2 separate regions of the Mus musculus genome follow, and region 2 is linked to region 1. Evidence: chromatin contacts called from public Hi-C data. All regions are on one chromosome and are shown on one strand. The core of a region is the stretch at or near the end of the contact, and the rest is flanking DNA. Distances in the headings are between cores, read along the strand shown. Region 1 overlaps Mtap (methylthioadenosine phosphorylase). Region 2 holds the start of Cdkn2a (cyclin dependent kinase inhibitor 2A).

Region 1 (6,622 bases), core at 2,691-5,190:
AGATCTCATTATAGATGGTTGTGAGTCACCATCTGGTTGCTGGGATTTGAACTCAGGACCTTTGGAAGAGCAGTCAATGCTCTTACCCACTGAGCCATCTGGCCAGCCCCTGGTAGGTTGTTTCTTAAGTAGACACCTTTGAATTAGCTTGAAAGTGTTAAGTCAACGCTTTCCCATGAAGAAATGTGAAGCTAAAAATGCATCAGACAGAAACACACTTCTTTTCCAAGAAACAAAACCATCACAACTTCTGAGGTAGGTTCCAAATGCGGCCTCTGTCTCTAGCAAGCCCTGGCATAAGTGCCTGCAAGGTGACATGGCTTTGCTCACAAGGATGGTTTCTGGGGAAGATTCTTCCATTCATTAGGATCATTTCAATCTCAGGAGTATTCCCAATTGTTTAACAACTGTAACAACAACAACAACAACACAGAAAAAAAGAACAAACGAACGAACGAACAAATGAACGAACCTAATGGATGTTTAAACCTCAGTGATGAGACTGTTCAATGAAGAGGCTTCGTTATTCCTCCTTATAGTCTGCTAATGAGATCTTGCTAACAGTACACTAGGCAACATAAGAACAAACATGATTCTTGGGAGTGTTTAAAGTACTTGTTGGTTACAGAAGACCTGAGTTTGGTTCCTAGCATCACATGGTAGCTCATAACCATCTACAACTCTAGTTCCAAGAGATTTAACACATTTTTCTGACCGCACAGATGCAGTGCACACACATACACACAGGCAAAGTTCATATCCATAAAATACAATAAATGATTCTTTTAAAAAAAATCTTCAAAAAAGAAAAAAAAAAACAATACAAAAATGACAATCACAGAAATCTTAACTCTGATGGGAGTTGCAGGAACAAATCTGACCTCGTTCCCTTAAGGGTTAGGATTTCAACACTGCATCAATGAAGCCTTTGCTCAAGACTCTGAAAGAGACAGTCCTAGAATCTCAGTCTGTCTGTGTGTAAAAAGGGACAGTAACATTTACTAATGCTGTTATTGGTTCCCAAGTGTTCCAACTTGTTCCAGGTTGATGTAAGTGGTTTTATCTGTTTACCGGGGAAACAATAGCCACACATAGATATACTATATGCAGGAAAAAGTACCACTGTGTGCTTTTATGCTTAGGATTGTAAACTGTAAATGGAAAAAAGTTGGCTAGAAAAGCTTTAGCATTTTAAATTCCACTAGTGGGTCAGATGACCTTTTTAAAAATGTCCACTTTGAACAGCAATAGTTATATTTAAGAAATTGCCAGTTCCTAAGAGTGGAATGTGACATTTTCTTTCACTCCTGAATTATTCACAGCTAACTTGTCTTCCTGTCTATTGCATCATAATCACTCACATTCACTTGGAAAAAGAGAAACAAGCAAAGTTTCGGGGCTTTCTAAATATGAACTTATGTGAGAAACCATTCCTAGAGCTGGGCGTGGTGGTGCACGCCTTTAATCCCAGCACTCAGGAGGCAGAGGCAGGTGGATTTCTGAGTTCAAGGCCAGCGGGCTACACAGAGAAACCCTGTCTCAAAAAAAACCAACCTCCCCAAAAAAACCTCAAAACAGAAACCATTCCTAGAAAAGTGGCAAGAGTTAACAAAGCACGTATCCACAAGTTGGAACAATTTACACCAAGTTATAGGAAGGGCTGAGTCAGTCTATGAGAATAGCTAATCAGAACATCATTTCTGCCAGTTTAACTTCTGCTTTCCAAAGCCCAGAGGACAGCCCCCTAGACATCACTTGTGGCCAGTTCATGTCTTATTTACAGGAAGCTATAGAAAGCAGCTAAAGGGGCTGTCAGGTGGAAAGGGGGAGAACTGTCCAGAATGCTTGCAGGGAGAGAAGGTAGGCTTGAGCATGCACACGGAACAAGATGTTGTGATGGAGACTCAGAGACAGAAGAGGGACAGGTGGCTCCAGCCAGGCTCACTGAGGGTGTGGCAGTGTTACAAACGAGTAAGTGCCAGAAGACAGTTACAAAATCTGAGCCATCTCACTGGGGCGGGAGAGCGGGAGCTGAGGGGACAGGCTCGAATCACCTGAGTTTGGGTCCACTTGCTAGTATGTAGCAGCATCTCTGTCCCTAGGTCTTCTCAAGCATCAATCAGAGGATGATCACGGAGTGCCTGCCATTAACTGACCATGGCACTCAGCTCCACAGCTCAGTTGTTACAACAGGAATGTGGTGAGACTGTGAAGAGCTCTAACGAAACTAGATTCCAGAGCAGACTCCAAGGACAAACTACTTCTTGGGGGTTGTTGACTTTGCTAGATACAAAAGGAAAACTCGGACACAAGTTATAGATGGAAGGGAGGGCAGAGGCATGCAGTGAGTGTATGCCCAGTAGTATCTGCTTCTTTATAACATTGAAGATGACTTTCTCAGCAGAGTGAGGACACACACAAGAAGCCAGAGAAACAGGATGGTCCTGTCCTGTCCACACTTGCCTCTCAGAGGGGTGGGACGGAGCAAAGGCCCCTGGGAAACTCTGCATCATGGGTCTCCGTGCCTTCCCTTCCTGTTTTAGACAGGGTGCTGTCATTATGTAATCTGGGTATCCAGAACTACCCTCAAACAATGGCCCTACTGTGCACTCCTCAGGGGTGAGGTCCCAGGTGCAAGTCATCTCGCTCAGGAGTCCGTTTCTAACCGTTAGACTCTAGTGGACACACTCAAGATGAAAGAAGACCTGTGTGGACACCAGAGCACACCCCTACAAGACCTCAGCCTTCAACGATGACATCACCGGGGAAGCCCAAGGTAGGGCTGTGTCTCTAGGAGGAGGAGGGTGAAATACATAGGCATCATCTATCATATCAGCCCATGTATTTAGTGCGGGACTTTCCTGATGAGTCAGAGCGAGAGCAAACCCAGGCCTCTCCTATTCTTCCTGCAAGAGGACAAGCTGGGAAAAAAAAAAAAAAAACAACCAACCAACCAAAAAGCTTGAGAAGGAACATATCAGAACCCAATACCCGCAGAACTCTTACATTAACAGGTAAGGATACTGAAGGGCAGGCATTGCTTGACCTGGTATTTTGAGTCACAGAAGTTACTCTGTCTCTATGAATTTTGTTTTAAGTTTAAAATAAAGACTCACACCCACAATTTCTACATATATCCTTCCTTCCTGTCCAATCAATGACTTCAGTGATGCAGCAGATATTGATGGCACAGGAAGAAAGGATACATGAAGACATTGCCGGAAGTCCCTGCCCCTGGGACCTCAGCCTCTCGAATGGGATGGCTGTATTACATTTCCTCTACCCAAACAACAGGATCTAAAATAGTATCTGTACTGGTGGGTTTTGTGTGTCAACTTGACCCAAGTTAGATTCATCAGTGCCTCAGTTGAGAAAATGCATCCATGAGGTCCAGCTGCAAAGCAATTTCTCAATTTTTCCCCTCACTAATCGTGGGGAAGGCCCAGTCCACGGTAGGTGGGCTGGTGGTGATCCTGGGTTCTAAAAGAAAGCAGGCTGAGCAAGCCATGAAGAGCAAGGAAGTAAGCAGCGCCCCTCCGTGACCCTGCATCAGCTTCTGCCTCCAAGTTCCAGCCCTGCTTGAATTCTTGTCCCAATCTCCTCCAAAGATGAATTATTATCTAAATGTGTAATCTAAATAAACCTTTTCCTCCACAACCTGCCTTTTGGTCATGGTGTTAAATGGAGGGACCAGGTGTGCCCAGAAATTCAGGAAGAGACAATAGAGTGTGTCAACATTGGGGAGAAGCCAGCAGAGTCCCCCAGGAGAAGGCCCCCTATGCAACACTCTACAACGAACCTTTAAGAAGTAAGTATAAGCTACAAAGCTGATAAGTAACAAGAGAAAGGCTAAGCAATCCAAACAACTATGCTTCTAAACTCGGCCAAGGCTCTTCTTAGAATCTGGCCTGTTTACACAAGGCCCGTGCCAAACCACAGCAGGGAGGAGGCATCTATCTCTCGTCTCTGACTTCATGAGGCACCTCATCATAGATCCTGTGCGGTTGAGAGGCCACTGCATAATCAAAGATATTTGTAAAAAGAACTGTTAGCATTTGGTGAGGAAGTAACTGTAGACCCCTTAGCAAGCAGCTGGGGGTCCATACACTTGCTGCTTTATCTATAAGTGGCAAAGTGACACTGAAGATCAGAAGATGCTGGGATCAAAGCATGTAAAAAATTCACCATCTAAAAGTCCAACTGGAGCCCTGAGAACAGCTAAGCTCTCTTTATCCACATAGCAAAGCCAGAGTCAGGAGGGAAGTTACATCGACTCCTCTGTGTCAGCTGCCCACCCCCACAGGTGGCAGGATGAAAGAGAAATGTCCCTACCCACAGGAATGTACAGTACATAGGACCGTGCTACCAGTTATAAGGAACTGGCAAGGCCTTTTCCTGTAAGCGGCCAGGCGTGACCTGTGAAGATGGTTTGCTACTCTCTTGCCGCAGAACATCCGACAAAATCATGCAAATCTAGAGTTTCAAACCTTCATTCAGTTTAAGAACATCTGAGAAATTGCCCAGGACAGCAAGGGTATGCATAGCCTCATAGCGGCAAAGCCACCAAGAGGCTGAAGGATGTCACTTTAAAGAAGCAATGTGTGCCATTCTGGAAAGAGTGCTAAATTTTTGCTGCACATGCTTTAAAATGCATAAAGTAATGCTGAACTTCCGGTTTCGATGTAGATTGTCTAGTTATTCAACATATCCAGGTGAACAAGGAACTTAAGACACACCGACGAACCTATAGAGCAGAGCTCATGGCTCGATTAACCCATACATGAGCTCCCTAGCCACACTGAGATGATCCTCATTGTGAAGGAACAGATCGTTCCAAAGCCCGAAGAGGAGGTTGTATAGAAGAAAGAGATATCCCAGAAAAAACTGAAGAAACAAAATCTCATGGCATGGGAATAAATTCAACATAAAATAAATGCAGATAAAAAAAAAAAAAAAAAAAAAAAAAAAAAAACCCAAACCAACACCCCCCCCCCCCCCCAAAAAAAAAAAAAAAAAAGGCAAGGTTGATTGAGCTCAGATCTGGAGGACCTCAGAGACCTGAGACCAGTAGGGTACAGCTGCTCCTTGTTCTAGAACAGGTAACCAGGACACCTAACTGAGGACCTTGGGCATAACATCTGGAGTTCTCCATGCTAGTGAGGAATCCAGATAGCCCCGAGTCTTCAGCCAATAATGTTGTCTTCCCTTCCTGGGTACTCCTTTTCCACAAAAGATAGAGAACCCCTGACTCAGCCCAAATAAAGTGTATTCACTTACATCTACCATCAAATAAATCAGCAAGAACAAGCAAGGTCCATCTCAGAGAGCTGCTTCACTAAGGATCATTGTGGGGAAGGCCTACAACTAAAAGACCCCTGAGGAAGGCTATCTCCCCTCCAGTCCTTCTGGTCCACTTGGCTCTCGCTCCTCATCGGACAGGTCCACTCATCCAGAGCTCTGTCTCCCCTCTCTGCTTGGCTCTCAAGAGACCCAGAGGAGAAAGGTAGAGTGCTGGCCCCCGTTCCTGACTCTCAGTGGAACCCAGAGAGGAGACAAAGAACTATAGAATTTGTCCCAGACTCTGCTGTTTCCCCTTCTGGTCTGGTGAAGGAAGACGCAGGCAGCAGACCCCAGTTCCAGACTTCATTCTGCCTTCCTCAAGCAGTGTGACAGTGGTGCCCGGGCAGGGCACAGTGCGACACATGAAGACATGTAGTATGGGAGACAGACCTCAAATTATAAATCTTGGATGCCCTATAAGGTCCTTCGAAAATAGAAATGCCTAACAAGATTCTCTTGGCCCAAGGAAATGTCCACTTCCTTATCCTTTCAAAGGGACTGTTAATGAGCACTAGGAAAAATGGTGGGTATGCTGAAGACGACCACTGGCCTGGTGGCACTGGCTGGATGTGACACTCCACAAGACAGGCTACCAATATTGTACACAAAGCCTCTGGTGTTCTTGATCGACTCCCTCAAAATTCCGAATCGAACAGAACACAGACGAGAAGCTGGGTGGGCTCAGAATCAGACGTTAAACACAAGACTACCAGCGCCAGGATGGCCACACAAGAAGGGGTCTGGCAAGCAAAATTACAACAGAAACCATGGGAGGTCATTAGTGGAAAAACATGACTCCATGCTGTAAGGAAGGCCAATATAATCAAATATCTTTGATGGCTTGGAGGGAACTGGATACAGTTAAATGCTTGGGCAAGTTAAAAAAAAAATAAAGAAAAGTTGCCACCAGGCCTTTAATCCCAGATGACCTTGAACTCAGAGATCTCCCTGTCTTAATCTTCTGGGGTTCATAGCCACTATGCCTCAAGATCTCCATGCCAAGATCCAGGTGAGAAACTAGTATCTCCCAGCCTCCAGATTAGGGTCACAGGCGAGCCTTCCAGCTCTGGATTGTAGTTCATTCCAGATATAGTCAAGTTGACAACTAGGAACAGCCACTACAATTCACCCCTTGTCAACTTGACACAAATAATATTTCATGTCCACATGAAACAATAACAAGGTCCTGTCCTGAGTAAGCCTAACATGATATAACTATTCCTGTACAGTAAATTCACAATGGGGCAATGTCCCTTGGGAACATCCTTTTAGTTTCTCAACT
Region 2 (6,317 bases), core at 2,160-4,659, 120 kb before region 1:
CTTGACTTCCTGGGATCACATCCGTTTCCTTTTACTTCCTGGGATCATTTCCTTTTCCTTCCTGGGATCATTTCCTTTTCCTTCCTGGGATCATTTCCTTTTCCTTCCTGGGATCACATCCGTTTCCTTTGACTTCCTGGGATCATTTCCTTTGACTTCCTGGGATCATTTCCTTTGACTTCCTGGGATCATTTCCTTTGACTTCCTGGGATCATTTCCTTTGACTTCCTGGGATCACATCCGTTTCCTTTGACTTCCTGGGATCATTTCCTTTTCCTTCCTGGGATCATTTCCTTTTCCTTCCTGGGATCGTTTCCTTTGACTTCCTGGGATCATTTCCTTTTCCTTCCTGGGATCGTTTCCTTTGACTTCCTGGGATCATTTCCTTTTCCTTCCTGGGATCGTTTCCTTTGACTTCCTGGGATCATTTCCTTTTCCTTCCTGGGATCGTTTCCTTTGACTTCCTGGGATCATTTCCTTTTCCTTCCTGGGATCGTTTCCTTTGACTTCCTGGGATCATTTCCTTTTCCTTCCTGGGATCATTTCCTTTTCCTTCCTGGGATCATTTCCTTTTCCTTCCTGGGATCATTTCCTTTGACTTCCTGGGATCATTTCCTTTGACTTCCTGGGATCATTTCCTTTTCCTTCCTAGCTGTTGTGGTTTTGGAGCAGCAGGGATTTCTCTGATTCCATTTTATTTATTTATTTATTTTATTTTTTAGCTGTAAGCCCAAGGCAGCAGTTTGCGGTATTTATATAATGACATATAGAAGTAGGTAGAGGATGTCAGACACCCTGCAAACATCCAAGTAGGATACATCTAACAACCAACTCCCTAGCCAAATCTGACATAGATGCCCTATGAAAATTAGTGTAAAGTCACTGCTTTTATAGCTACATCTGCATAGATCCCCTGTATGAAAGCATGTACTACCTGGATAATAATATCTGTATTTTTCTGTAGTAGGAAATCAGTGTAGTTTTTAAAACCAAAAAGTATTGTTATTAATCTATCTTTGATCTCAAACAATTTCAATGACCTAGTATAGTGATTTCTACGGAAAGCCCTGCAATTTACTCAAAGCAGTTTTTAAATATTGTTTTAAAAGTGTGTGTGTGTGTGTGTGTGTGTGTGTGTGTGTGTGTGGTGTTAAAGTCATTTTCAAACCCCTCACAATGTCTTGAATGTGACATTTGAGTCATTTATGGTAACTTATAACTCCTTTGAAGAAGTTATTCAGAATTGAGGTTCCAGACACACAAATGCACAATACACCATTTTTCCTTCCAGTTAACAATCAGAGGGCAACACTTATTTTTAAAGGAAAATCGACTCCATAAGGGACTTTATAAAGGGGTAGACATAAACCAGTATCAGGGATAAACTCTCCGTTCCCCTGTTTAACCTAATTTTCCCAGGGCCATCCTGGAATACGAATTTTCTCTTGAAATACAGTCAAAGAAAAAGTGGTAGGCTACAGAGCAGAGGAAACACTGGACACAGCGACCCACCCCAGAGTCACTTCCCTTAATCTAATGACTAGGTTTTTTCTGAAAGTTATTTTGTTAGAACACAGGAACTTTTGCGACCACAGTGATGCTTTTAGAGGGTTGAATCCTCAAAAAGAAAATTAATCGCAACTAGTAGAAGGGAGATTACTTATTGATTCTTATAACTTCTGCAGGAATACACAGTTATGAGTTAGGGCAAAGAGAAAATTGACTTTTAATATTCTCTATCACTAACATGAGAGAACATGTATGTGTTCCAAAATAATTTTTATTTATTGAAAACCCGCTATATACCTGGATTTTCACAGAATATTCATTACTCTCCAAAATGGCCTTTTCTAGGTGAATTTTATTTTCCTTACAGACCTCAAGAAGTTTACATAATTTACTTAAACCTGAGGAGAGAGAACAAAGCCTCAGAAAATTTACATAGTTTATTTAAACTAAACTCAGCTTGCTTGGTAGCAGCTTCTAATCCCAGCAGTTAAAGAGACAGAAGCAGGGCCAACCTGGGGTATAATATAAGGTGAGACTCTCCTTTCTTTCTCTCTGTCTCTGTCTGTCTCTGTCTCTGTGTGTGTGTGTGTGTGTGTGTGTGTGTGTGTGTGTCTCCTCTCTCTCTCTCTCTCTCTCTCTCTCTCTCTCTCTGTCTCTCTCTCCCTCCCCCTCCCTCCCTCTCCCCCTCCTCTCTCCCTCCCTCTCCCTCCCCCCCCCCCACACATTTGAATTCGTGGAGTTGGTAAATGAGGGGTCAGTTCTCTGTCTGTCTGTAGTTTTGTGTCCACAGGATATGACTGACATTCTCACCACACACATACAAAGTCAAAAATAGCTGTGGCCATATAAAGAATATGGGGAGAGAAAATTATTCAAAATCTGCAGAAAATAATGCCAGGCCTTTAATCCTGGCACCCAGGAGGCAGAAGGGAGACAGAGTTCTGAGTTTATGCTGAGTTCCAGGAGTGGAAGAAAGGGCCATTGCCTTTCTGGTGAGGACTGTCTTTTTAAATCCTCCCTTCTGTCCAGTACTGGTAACTCTGCCCAAAGCGTGTTCTTCTTCCTGCCTCACAAGATTGCAAAGACGTTTTTAACGAACAATTTAAACCGGTGCAACGTTTATGCGCAGCACACCAACTCATTTAAACAAACAACAGCCCCATAAAATAGAAATACTTTATAAGCAGATTGCCCTCCGATGACTTCACCCCGTCACTTTTTTATAGTTGTGTACAGAATCCTAGCACTGATACAGCAACATCAGAAATGTTTCTGCAAATCCTTCGCAAAGATTCGGATTTCATACTGGGCGTGGTACCCTCCAAAATGAGTTGTTTGAGCTAGGGTTGTTGGGATCTCAGCTTGGCGAAGTTGTAGCTCTTTCTTCTGAATAAAAGATGACACAATTTTCTGCTAAGATGTTAAATACCTTAAGTTTCAGTGTAGTGATGAAAATTACCCTCCTTCGTTTTTCTAATACCTGGGTGTTGCACTGGGGAGGAAGGAGAGATTTCGAGAAGGACTAGTTCACTTTCTCAGAAGACACGTGTGCACTTCTTTGCTGTGCGGGTCCAGAAGGAGCCCAGCGTGTCAAAGGGTGACCAGGCATGGGGGAGGGGTGTTAGCGTGGGTAGCAGGCGGGGGCTGTCCGATCCTTTAGCGCTGTTTCAACGCCCAGCTCTCCTCCTGAACCCTGCATCTCTTCTGTAGTCCGGGCTCCATCCCTTTCCCCTCCCCCATCCGGAGGTGGGGGGAACAGCAGTGTTTTCAGGGGTGTTCAATTCATGCTATATTCAGGGCAAATAGCGCCACCTATGGCGGGCTGTGGAGCCAGGTCAGGAGCAGAGTGTGGCTCCCCCCCCCCCCCACACCATCCTCAGAGGAAGGAAGGAGGGACCCACTGGTCACACGACTGGGCGATTGGGCGGGCACTGAATCTCCGCGAGGAAAGCGAACTCGAGGAGAGCCATCTGGAGCAGCATGGAGTCCGCTGCAGACAGACTGGCCAGGGCGGCGGCCCAGGGCCGTGTGCATGACGTGCGGGCACTGCTGGAAGCCGGGGTTTCGCCCAACGCCCCGAACTCTTTCGGTCGTACCCCGATTCAGGTAGGCAAGGAGTGTCCCATCTGCAGTCGGGTAACTTTTGTTCAGGAAGAGATAACATTTCAATTACCATTTGAAATGCATACCCCAGATATTTTTGTTTGTTTGTTTGTTTTTGTTGTTGCTGCTGCCCACCGGAGCCACCCATTAAACTAACTTGTTATAGTGAAACCATTTTGGCATCGAGTTTTCAGTGTCTTATTTTTGAGAAGTCTTGTTTCTCCCATCTACTGTCAGCTGATTAATTCTGGTCTTGCTTTTACCAGATTACTAAGTTTCAGCCTAAAAGGAGTCCTGGCCCTAGAAATGTCTGTAACTATCCTTTCTAACTCTAACAAAGAAAATTCCCGTGAAACAAATGTGCATTCCAGAGCCTGTGCATAATAAGCTGAAGAAAAAGAACATCGGTTTCAACTTGACTAAAAAGGCTGGAAGGTGCCTTCTGAAACTGCAACATAGACTATATTTTACACACTTTAAATCACAGAATAAAAATAAACAAACGAGTTTGGGACCTTGAGATCATTTGCAAGTCAAGCGTGGAAACCTCTTTGATTCTAGACAGGTTGGGTGGTTGTGCGAGATAAATGTGAACCTTTTAAAATAACGTGTCTATAGTTTGCAGTTTAACATTTGCAGTGTTACCAGTTGCTGAGAAGTTTGCCTTTGGAGTCCTAAAATATGTAAGAGAGGACCGTATTCATTGAATACAGAAAAGTTAAGAAAGTTGGGTAGATAGTTTTAACGGGGAAGGAGGAAGTTGGTTTGGTTTCAGAGCCATAACCCATTTGATGTTCAGGCAGAAATGCTGGGGGGGGGGGAGGAGAGGAGAGGAGAGGAGAGGAGAGGAGGAAGAGGAGGAGGAGGAGGAGGAGGAGAGAGGGGAGGGGAGGGGAGGGGAGATAAGCCTAGAAGAGAGAAGAGAAGAGAAGAGAAGAGAAGAGAAGAGAAGAGAAGAGAAGAGAAGAGAAGAGAAGAGAAGAGAAGAGAAGAGGAAAAATAAGCCAGGCTGGTTTTTTTGGGGGTGTTTGTTTGTTTGTTTTTTAATCCCAGAATCAAGAGACAGAGGCAAACTAATCTTTTCAGTTCTAGGTCAGCAGGGATGACATAGAGAAAACCCTGTATAGAAACACCTCCCCCCTAACAAAAGAAGAGTAGAAAGAAAATAACAAAACAAAAAAACCCAAGGTACTTTCTTAAAGGATTTAGTATTCATTTTATTTTTGCTATTTCAACTTTTCCATACCATAAAAGATGTGAGCATTTTTTTTCCTATCACAGGGTTTCCCCTTCTACCTTTATTATTTTTTTATTCTCCCCAACTCCCTCCCCAACCCTTCTACTTTCCCTCCCAGGTCCCTCCCTCCCTCCCCACTTGTGATTGCTTTCTTCAGATGTGAGCAATTTTTAAAACCAATTTTATGAGCAAGATGGAGGTCTTCAACACACAGTATTGTTACTTTCTCTTTTCTGTAGTTCCTTTACAGTTTTGCTGAAACCTAAGTTAGTTTTACTTTCTTCGGAGAATGATTCAGCAATACTAGTGCAATTATATTATCTTCATTATTTTATATGTGTATATATATATGAGAGAGAGAGAAATTCATCTTAGAAATCACACATAATTCTGAGTGCCTACGTCCACTGCCTTCCCTCTCTTCTCTGCCTCCATCAGCACTGAATAAGAGATGTCTGAAGTTATAAAACCATCTGTGGCCAACAAAACCGTGTTGGATGAGCTGATGACACTCCAGCCCCTCTACCACACACACACACACACACACACACACACACACACACACACACACACACACACACGGAACACATGGGAGGAGAAGGGAGGGAGGGAGGGATGATGGACTTTTGAGGAGTTGAGAGAGCACAGAACCGCAAAGTGATTAGATCTTCCTCTTAGAAGCCAGAAGTTCCTGAAGGTTTATCAAGGTCCACTCTTCAGGCTTGTTCTAGTGGCAAACTTCTTGGCTTTCCATGTGGATTGTTTTTTGTTTCTTTTTTTGTTTGTTTGGTTTTTTTGGCAATGTGTGCAAGACTGTTGTTGCTAATACGGTTCTTGAGAAGACTCCTGAGGCTAAAACTTTCAACAGGAGAGGAGGAGGAGATGGCAGCTGAAGCGGTGGGTAAACAGAAGCAGGGACCTGAGGAGAAGGAAGTGTGCCTGAGATTGTAGCACTAGGAGCAAGACTTGTTCCTGAGGCAAGTTGCCAGGGTGGTTGTTATTATTCATACAGGAGACACAGGTAGCAGGGCATCAATTACATTAGTGTAACATTGTCCTTAACTTCCTATAGTCTGAGTGCAGATTCCAAACCTATGCTCAAGTTTATTCCAGTATCAGCAAAAGTTTCTTTATTCTTAGCCCTAGATAAAATTAGTTCAAAAACCGTGGGTTCTCTGTACAAAGTGGTATTGGGGGTTTTCTTGTTTTCTCTAAGGCAAATTTTGCCTAGTTTATTGTCCAGTTAACTTTACAGAGCTTAAAATAAATTCTTTTATTGTACCGATTTATTTATTTAGTTGGGGGGGGGGCTGTGTGTGGAGGTCAGAGGACAACTTATGGGATGTAGTTCCGTCTTTTCACCATATGAATCTGGAAAATGGACAGTGTCAGACTTGACAGCAAAGCCTGTTTGTTACCTGCAGAGCCATCTTGCATACCCTAAAGAGCCTTTCAAAGTTACCATTGT

What was found. Hi-C and Micro-C count contacts between places; a contact is called where the count stands out from the background.
Region 2: a contact with region 1 is called in a Hi-C map of the G1E-ER4 cell line, with 3 times the contacts expected there. The contact joins the promoter of Cdkn2a here to the enhancer-like site in region 1. A contact is called at or near these places in 7 of 39 promoter capture datasets (the C10 cell line, the HPC-7 cell line, embryonic stem cells and 4 more), 3 of 15 datasets of contacts at CTCF or cohesin (CD8 T cells, large pre-B cells and pro-B cells), 14 of 484 Hi-C or Micro-C datasets (the AML12 cell line, the C10 cell line, the G1E-ER4 cell line and 9 more), 13 of 115 datasets of contacts at active chromatin or transcription factors (CD8 T cells, bone marrow-derived macrophages, embryonic fibroblasts and 5 more) and 5 of 9 other capture datasets (adipose tissue, bone marrow-derived macrophages, liver and 2 more).

Annotation. Positions count from the first base shown.
Region 1 is chr4:89,159,994-89,166,615 of GRCm38.p6, reverse strand. The region is part of intron 4 of Mtap (methylthioadenosine phosphorylase); the gene reads right to left. It also overlaps the pseudogene Gm12607. Among named protein-coding and RNA genes, the nearest start is that of Gm26490, 20 kb to the left of the region's middle. Within about 2 kb of position 3,940, at least 66 of the 459 cell types and tissues checked have an H3K27ac peak or open chromatin away from gene starts, as enhancers often do. A contact at or near this core is called in the G1E-ER4 cell line, centrocytes, colorectal tumor organoids and 3 more, where this site is marked.
Region 2 is chr4:89,279,284-89,285,600 of GRCm38.p6, reverse strand. Cdkn2a (cyclin dependent kinase inhibitor 2A) reads left to right here and starts at 3,409. Exons shown (of 3, transcript NM_001040654.1): 1 at 3,409-3,615. The coding sequence starts at 3,490.